Linked DNA regions of Mus musculus: region 2 is linked to region 1. A link is a contact called in public promoter capture Hi-C data. All regions are on one chromosome and are shown on one strand. The core of a region is the stretch at or near the end of the contact, and the rest is flanking DNA. Distances in the headings are between cores, read along the strand shown. Region 1 holds the start of Rps6ka2 (ribosomal protein S6 kinase, polypeptide 2). Region 2 holds the start of Mpc1 (mitochondrial pyruvate carrier 1).

The links. Capture Hi-C pulls out chosen DNA fragments and counts their contacts.
Region 2: a promoter capture Hi-C map of adipose tissue shows a contact between it and region 1, with 3 times the contacts expected there. The contact joins the promoter of Mpc1 here to the promoter of Rps6ka2 in region 1. A contact is called at or near these places in 2 of 115 datasets of contacts at active chromatin or transcription factors (embryonic stem cells and stem cell-derived neural progenitor cells) and 2 of 9 other capture datasets (adipose tissue and liver).

What each region holds. Positions count from the first base shown.
Region 1 is chr17:7,168,271-7,171,659 of GRCm38.p6, reverse strand. Rps6ka2 (ribosomal protein S6 kinase, polypeptide 2) reads right to left here and starts at 1,545. Exons shown (of 21, transcript NM_011299.4): 1 at 1,217-1,545. The coding sequence starts at 1,315.
Region 2 is chr17:8,282,236-8,285,624 of GRCm38.p6, reverse strand. Mpc1 (mitochondrial pyruvate carrier 1) reads right to left here and starts at 1,838. Exons shown (of 5, transcript NM_018819.5): 1 at 1,664-1,838. The coding sequence starts at 1,734.

The DNA of each region.
Region 1 (3,389 bases), core at 296-2,795:
ACATCTGGTGGGAAGGTAATACTTCTGTAATTTCTGTTCCTGTTAGCTAGATTTTTGCAGAATACCAGAAAAAAAAATGAACTTTTATTCAATTTCTCTCATCATTAAGTTTAAATACCCCTCTCCATTACCAGAATGATAATTGTGTTTGTCCAAAATCAGTGCTTTGCTCTCTGAGAACCGCTCTACTCTATTCAATTCTGAGCTGGAATTTAGCAACAGAAACTTTTTCAACAGCAGTTCCCTGGTGGTTTTAAGTCTGTCCCCGGACTTAAAAGGTCTCTTGATCATCACAGAGCCCTTTGCCTGTGTGTAACATACTAAGGCTGAGACAGAGCAATTCAACATGAAATCTGTGATATTTTTTTCTAACCACACACACAATTCCATATGGGCCTGCACTGAAGCAGGGACATCAATGTTCCATGAAATCTCTAGGTTAGTTGTCAACTTTCTCTTACACACTTCACTAGCAAAGCGGGTCACACGGTTTTGCTCTCTATGGACTCATCAACAACGTGGTCTGAGCACTGGGATGAGGATAGTTTAGTTGTTAGTCAGAAATGAAAGCCACCGTTAAAATCACAGACGACTGGACATGGAAGATGCGAGACCTGCAAAGGTCAAGATTTTCCGGCATCCCTCGGGTTTCAGAGCCAATCTATCTCAAAGCCTGGGCTGCGGGGGAATTGCGTCAGGCACTCCACCACCTAGGAACACCAAAATGCACAGAGCCCTCTTGAGTTGCTTTGGTCAACTCTACACTGATCTCAAATACCCTGATCCACACAGTACCAGACTCAAGGTAAAACGGGCAGGCGCCAGAGGCTACAAAACTTAGGACTCATGTAGCCTCCCAAAGCACTCCCACACCACGCGGCAACCCAGCTGCACCGACCGCACCCCTCCTCTAAAGCCTCTCTCTAGGAGTGACCCCGAATCCTGTGCACACAGGGGCACTAGAAAGAAATTCACTGAGGTTAACTTCAATCGCAGCAAGGACTCGCTCTCTGCAGTTGTTATGAAGTGCTAACATTTGGAGTCGATTTGATAGATTTTCATGACAACTGGACCAGTTTTCAAATAACTTCCCACAGCTGGCTCCGGTCTGGGGTGATGATGCACTGGACTGTAGCCGCACGCCCTGAGGCTCTACATGCCCACTCCAGGCGCAGCGGGGACCCGCATCCTGCGCGCTCCCGGGGAGGGCCTTTACCTCGAGGCGACTCAGACTGGAGCTCTTGGAGCGCGACTTCTTGCGCAGGTACACGGAGAAGAACCTGCGCACCGTGAACTTCTTCATGCTCAGCTCCATCGCCCCGCGCCCAGCTGCCAGGAGCCGCAGGGCCGGCGGGCGCGCATCCCCGGCACATCCCAGGCTAGGCAGCGCGCTGGCGGGCACGCGCGCCGGGGAGCCCGACGCGGCGGCCCTCGGCGCGGATGCGGGCTGCAAGCACAAAGGGCAGGCCGCACCGGCCACCGGGCCCGGGTCCCTGGATCACTCCCGCGGCGCCTTTGCCTCCGGCCAGGAGTACCAGCTCCCGGCAACCTGCCCCGCCCATAGACTACACCCAGCGTCGTTCCGACCAACCAGAGTGCGACGCTGCGCCACGCCTACACGCCCACCCACCAATCAGTGCCCGCAGCCAGAGCTCTTTTCCCCTTTAGTCGGAAAACCTACTCCGGACAGCCCCACCCTCACCCCGCCCACCACCGTACTCTCCAATTATCACCAGCCATCCTGCCCAGGGGCGTTGTCCCCGTGAACGCCTCCAATCAGCGCCGTTGCCTACTCCTCCCTCTCCTACAACTCCTGCCCTCAGAGAACAGTGGGGTGCAGTATCGCCCTGCCCACTGCCACGGCCGCCAATCAGCGCCCACGCCCGTTGTGAGCTTAATCAGTCGCTCCTGAGGCACGCTGCTCTTGTCCTGTCTCCCTGCCTCTTCTGTCCGAGCTGTTGTGTTCTTCTCCGAACACCTCTGTCCACTTGGACTCCACGCTTAGCATTTTGAATTTCTCTGCAAAGCAAAACTTTAATGACCTAGCATGCTAGAAAAGCGCCCACAAGCACTACACTCGGGTCACTCCTACAGCTGGTCCCTGCAACTCCTTGCTTATTGGGGAATCATTGGGAGAGGACCCCGCCTGCTTCGCAGTGTCAGCGGCCTTCCTCCTCTCGGTGAGGACGCCTCACGTGGTCGGGGCCAGCAGCTGAGAACAAAGGCTCACATCCGCTCTCTGTGACCTCGGGCTCCATTTATAGACAATTATCCTCACAGATGACTATCAGGGCCAGCAGCAGGAACATCCTGAGTCTCAGTCTGAGGAAGCAATCAGAGCCTGCTTTAACCTAAGTCCAAATGATCCTTCCTAGTCACACAAAAAGAAAGGCTGAGGTTAATAAAGTCTTATGCCCCGTGGCAGAATAGAAGCAGATTAGAGAAGAGCTGAGGGTAAGCCCAGTTCCTTTGGCCACTGGAGAAAACAGATTCACTCTCCTGCATGATATGCAGCCCACCGGGCAGTTCTCAACACTTTCCCACCCAGACTGGTGGTAGTCATAAAGGACACAGGAATCAAAAGATCCAACATGCTGGGAAACCCACGTCACATAAAACATCAAAGGGCTAATTTCACCTGGAGCAGGAGTCAGTCCCATCTAGAGCGGGCTTTTAGGAACTGCTATCCCTCTGGTGTGGGGCTCCAGAGATAGGCTGCATGCAGTGTAAGGGTTTGCAGCTTCAGTAGAGACAGTGTACACTGGCTTGTGACTTGTGACTTGACCTCAGCATCTCTCCCCGTGATGTCTTAGCTCCCAGAGGTGCCTTCTAAGGATGAAATCAGGAGAATGGGCTAAGATCGGGTCCTCTAAGCAAACCTTCTTGGCTACTCTTGGAATGTTTATTATTTTACACTGCCTGAGGGCAAGGCCTGGTCCTTTTTCAAGGAGACTTTAGCAATTAGAGTACCTAATCATAAACTCCTATGGAGAATTGGTTCCTAAGACTCCTGAATTGGCAAGGTCTTGGAGAGCTGAGGGCAGAGACCTCTGGCTCACATTCGTTAGTGGTCTCCCTGATCACTCTGCTATCACCCCCCCCAGGAAGCTGATCTTGGCTCTTTTTCTAGACTTGGGGACCCCCTGAGTTAACTAGGTTCAGAAGCTCACCCCTTCTGAAATTGCTTGCAATTAAGTAAGAAAATCTGGAGAGCAGAAAGTCTCCAAAACACTGGATATGAAGCTCAAAAGCAAGCAATGCAAGCTACATTTCAAAGCTAGGGTGGAGGAGGGCTGCAGCCAACAGCCAGGCAGTAATCTGATGTAGTTAGCCGAAGGGAGATTTAGGGAGAAGGTAAGAATGCCTCAAGCTGAGGAAAACATCGCAGC
Region 2 (3,389 bases), core at 589-3,088, 1.1 Mb before region 1:
TCATTGCCAGACCTACATGAAGGCTCTCAACTGTCTGCATGCTTGTTCCAGGATGCCTGTTCTGACCTCCATAGGTACATATACTCAGGTTCACATCAAATACATAAAATTAAAAAAAAAAAAAAGAATCGAGGGCTGAGGGTATAACTTTGTAGGCCTTTTAAGGCACAGGACCTGAGTTTGAGACTCAATATTAAACAAAAAAGAACGGGGGTGGGGGAGGGACTGAGGGACTGTTAAGAAAACAGACCTAGAAATATAGAAAGTTCTTGATCTGAGTCTTATCAAAAATCAAGTGCAGCAGCACGGTGCACTGGGGGTTGAGCCCAGGCATGAAGGCGGGTCCCAGGGAAACAGAAGCGCCTCGCAAAGGAAAAGACATTAATCAAGATGGTGAAGACGGATGAGTAAGACAGTTGTAGAAACTCAAGGCACTAAGTATTTACTATTAACTACAATACTACTGTAGACTGGCTGGCCTTGAACTCAAGAGATCCTCCAGCTTGTCTCCCTTGTGCTGGGATTAAAGGCGAATGCCACCACTGGCAGGCTCGGTATTGACCACTGAGAAGAAAATTAAAAAGCAGCCCTCCACTTATCTAACTTTAAAATCACAAGAAAATAAAACTATGCTTGGAAATATTGTAATCGGTTTCTAAATTTTGTGAGATCCTTAAAATAGAATCAGGCACCAGGAAATTATAACTGAAAATGAATTCTGGAAAGTGCTTCTTCAACCTCTCAATGTCAAGCCCTCGGGACACACACCTTGCAAGTAAATGCCTCTTCTCAGACGCACTGCGTGGCTGCGACACATGATTGTCCGGTCCCCCTCCCCCAAGCACCGTCAAATGGAAAACAAACAAACAAAAAAACAAACAAAAAACCAAAAAAAAAAAAAAACCCCGCCCTCTGTGCTGCAAATTCTAGCTCCCATTACCCGGATCCCGGCACATTCCAGCACCGCTCCCGCCAAGTCCCGGGCCGGGAGACGAGGAGGGGGATGGTAGCACCCAGTGTCCCCACGTCAACCCACGCAAGGGCATCCTGACTGCCTGCCCAGGAGCGGTGTTCGTCCGGTCGGTCACGAGCCGGAGCGGCGTCCCTGCAGTCACACCGCGTCTTTCAGTCAAGGACTGGAGCTCTGTTCCCTGTCACCAGCCATTCCCTGGGTCGTCCTGCCCGGGAGCGCTGTCCGCTCGGTCACTTGTCGTCCTCTCAGTCACGGGTGGGAGCGCTGTCCCCTCGGGCATGGGTGGGAGAGGCGTCCCCTCCGGCACAGGTTGGGGCGGGGTCCCCAGTCACACCATGTCTTTCAGTTCGCGGGGCTGGAGCTGTTCCCTGTCACCTGCCATTCCCTAGGTCGCCTTAACCAAGAGCGCTGTACCCTCAGTAACCTGCGGTCCCTTAGGTCACGGGTGGGAGCTACGTCCCCTGAGTCCTGCTGTCCCTTCAGGCACGGGTGTGAGCGCTGTCCCTTCTGCCCTCCTAGTCACAGGTAGGAGCGCCATCCCCTCGGTCACTTGCTGTACCCTCGGGAGCGCCGTCCCCTCGGGCACCGGTAGGAGCGCGTTCCACCCGTGCGCCGCTCTCCTACCTTGGCACGGCGCCGCAGGGTTTTCCCGCAGCGGGCGGCTCCCCCACGGCCTACCATGACGCTCACCTCATGAGATAGTCCCGGAAGTCCTTGCTCCGGACATAGTCCGCCGCTTTGCGCACCAGCGCTCCAGCCATGGCCGTGCCGTTGGCGGTGAAGCCGCTACCTAGACAGATGACACCGCTGTGGACTCGGCTGAGGCCCTCGGCGCTCTCACCCCAGCGCCCGCCTCACGACACTCGGAGAAGCCTTACGACCGCTCGGCGCTCCACCAATGAGAACGCGCTAGACCGCAGAGCGCGTCCGGGATTGGCTGCCGCGGTCGACACACCCCCCGCCTGCCCTCGGGGCGGTGCGCGCCGCGGGGCTGCCGTCGTAAAAGGGCCCGGCGGCCCGGACGACTGGCGGTTGCTAGGGGCTGCGAGGGTGACACTCCTCTGCCCGGGGGTCCTGGGCAGGCTTCCGGGGTCTCAGCGGGGCGTGGTGGGCAGGTCGGGCTCCTGTCACCCCTCGCCTGTCCCTTTGCCCCGCGGGCGGCTGCACAGAGACGGTGAGATCCTGCAAACCGGCGGCGACCGGCTTGGGATGGAGTCACCGAGTGCAGAGGAGGGAGGCAGTTAAAAATAGCTAAGAGCCTCAGTCTCCAGAAGTGTGGCTGCCCACGTGTGGAAAGCACAGGTTACATAAGTGCCCGGAGCGTGCATACTGCAGCTTTAGCCTGTACACCCGCAGAGGCTCAGAGCCACACCCCAGACATGGCGGGGGGGGGGGGGGCAGAATGCAGAGAGAGTTGAGCCGGAGGTAATGAGAAGGGCCTGGCTACATTTCCTGTCACCACTACCACTCTTGAGGAGAGGAAAGGTGACAGAATCCCTTCCGCCGTAAACCGGATCGCGTGAAGAACACAACTGCCTTCAGGCTGCTCGCAGCCACACCCGAGTAGGCCACACCGCGCTAAGGGTCGCTAAGGCCCGTCCCCTGAGTTCGTGCCAGTGTCAGTCTTTGTTTACCAAAAGGAGGCTGAAGACGACCTTCCCCTTATAGGGAAGGGTCTGCAGGGCCCGGACTGCAGCGCTCTTGCCAGGTTTGCTCCGGAAGCCCTGGCTGTGTTCCATCTCCAGCACTGCCGTAAACCAGGCTGGGTGGTGGGAAGTTCAAGGTCACCACTGAGTCCTCGGGGTGGGGCTTGGGGCGAAAGTTATTAAACGAATGGTAATCTTCTGTGGTTTTCCCCTTCTATGCATAGTAAATATGTGCAGCTTTTCTCAGATTTAATTTTTGCCGGTTTATTCTAACAATCTTCCGAGAATAGAGGGGACTCTCTTCCTTACCAAAACCGAACCTGAAGCGGGCCTTGGTGGCAAATGAGTTTGATCCCAGCACCGAAGATGCAGAGGCAGAGGCAGAGGCAGGAGGATTTGAGTTCAAGGCCAGCCGTGTCTATATAGCTAGTTCTGTAGCCCTGGCTACTCAGAGAAACCCTGTCTCAAACAAAATTTAAAAAACGAAAAACAAAAAACAAGGCCAGGCAAAAAAAACAAAACAAAAAAAAAAAAAAACACACAAACAGCAACAACAACAAAAGCACAATTTGGGGATTATACCTCAAATCAAGGAAAGTTGAGTAATTTAGAATGCCACTGGGGAATATGAAGTCTGGAATGCACTGGCAGAAATGAATATAGGAAGTTAAACCAAACACTCAAGGGAATGCATAAGTATTAAGAATGGACATTCCCTTTGGCCAGCAATTCCTTTCTAGAGCTGTCCCTGGAAAGGCTAGTTTGTGGAG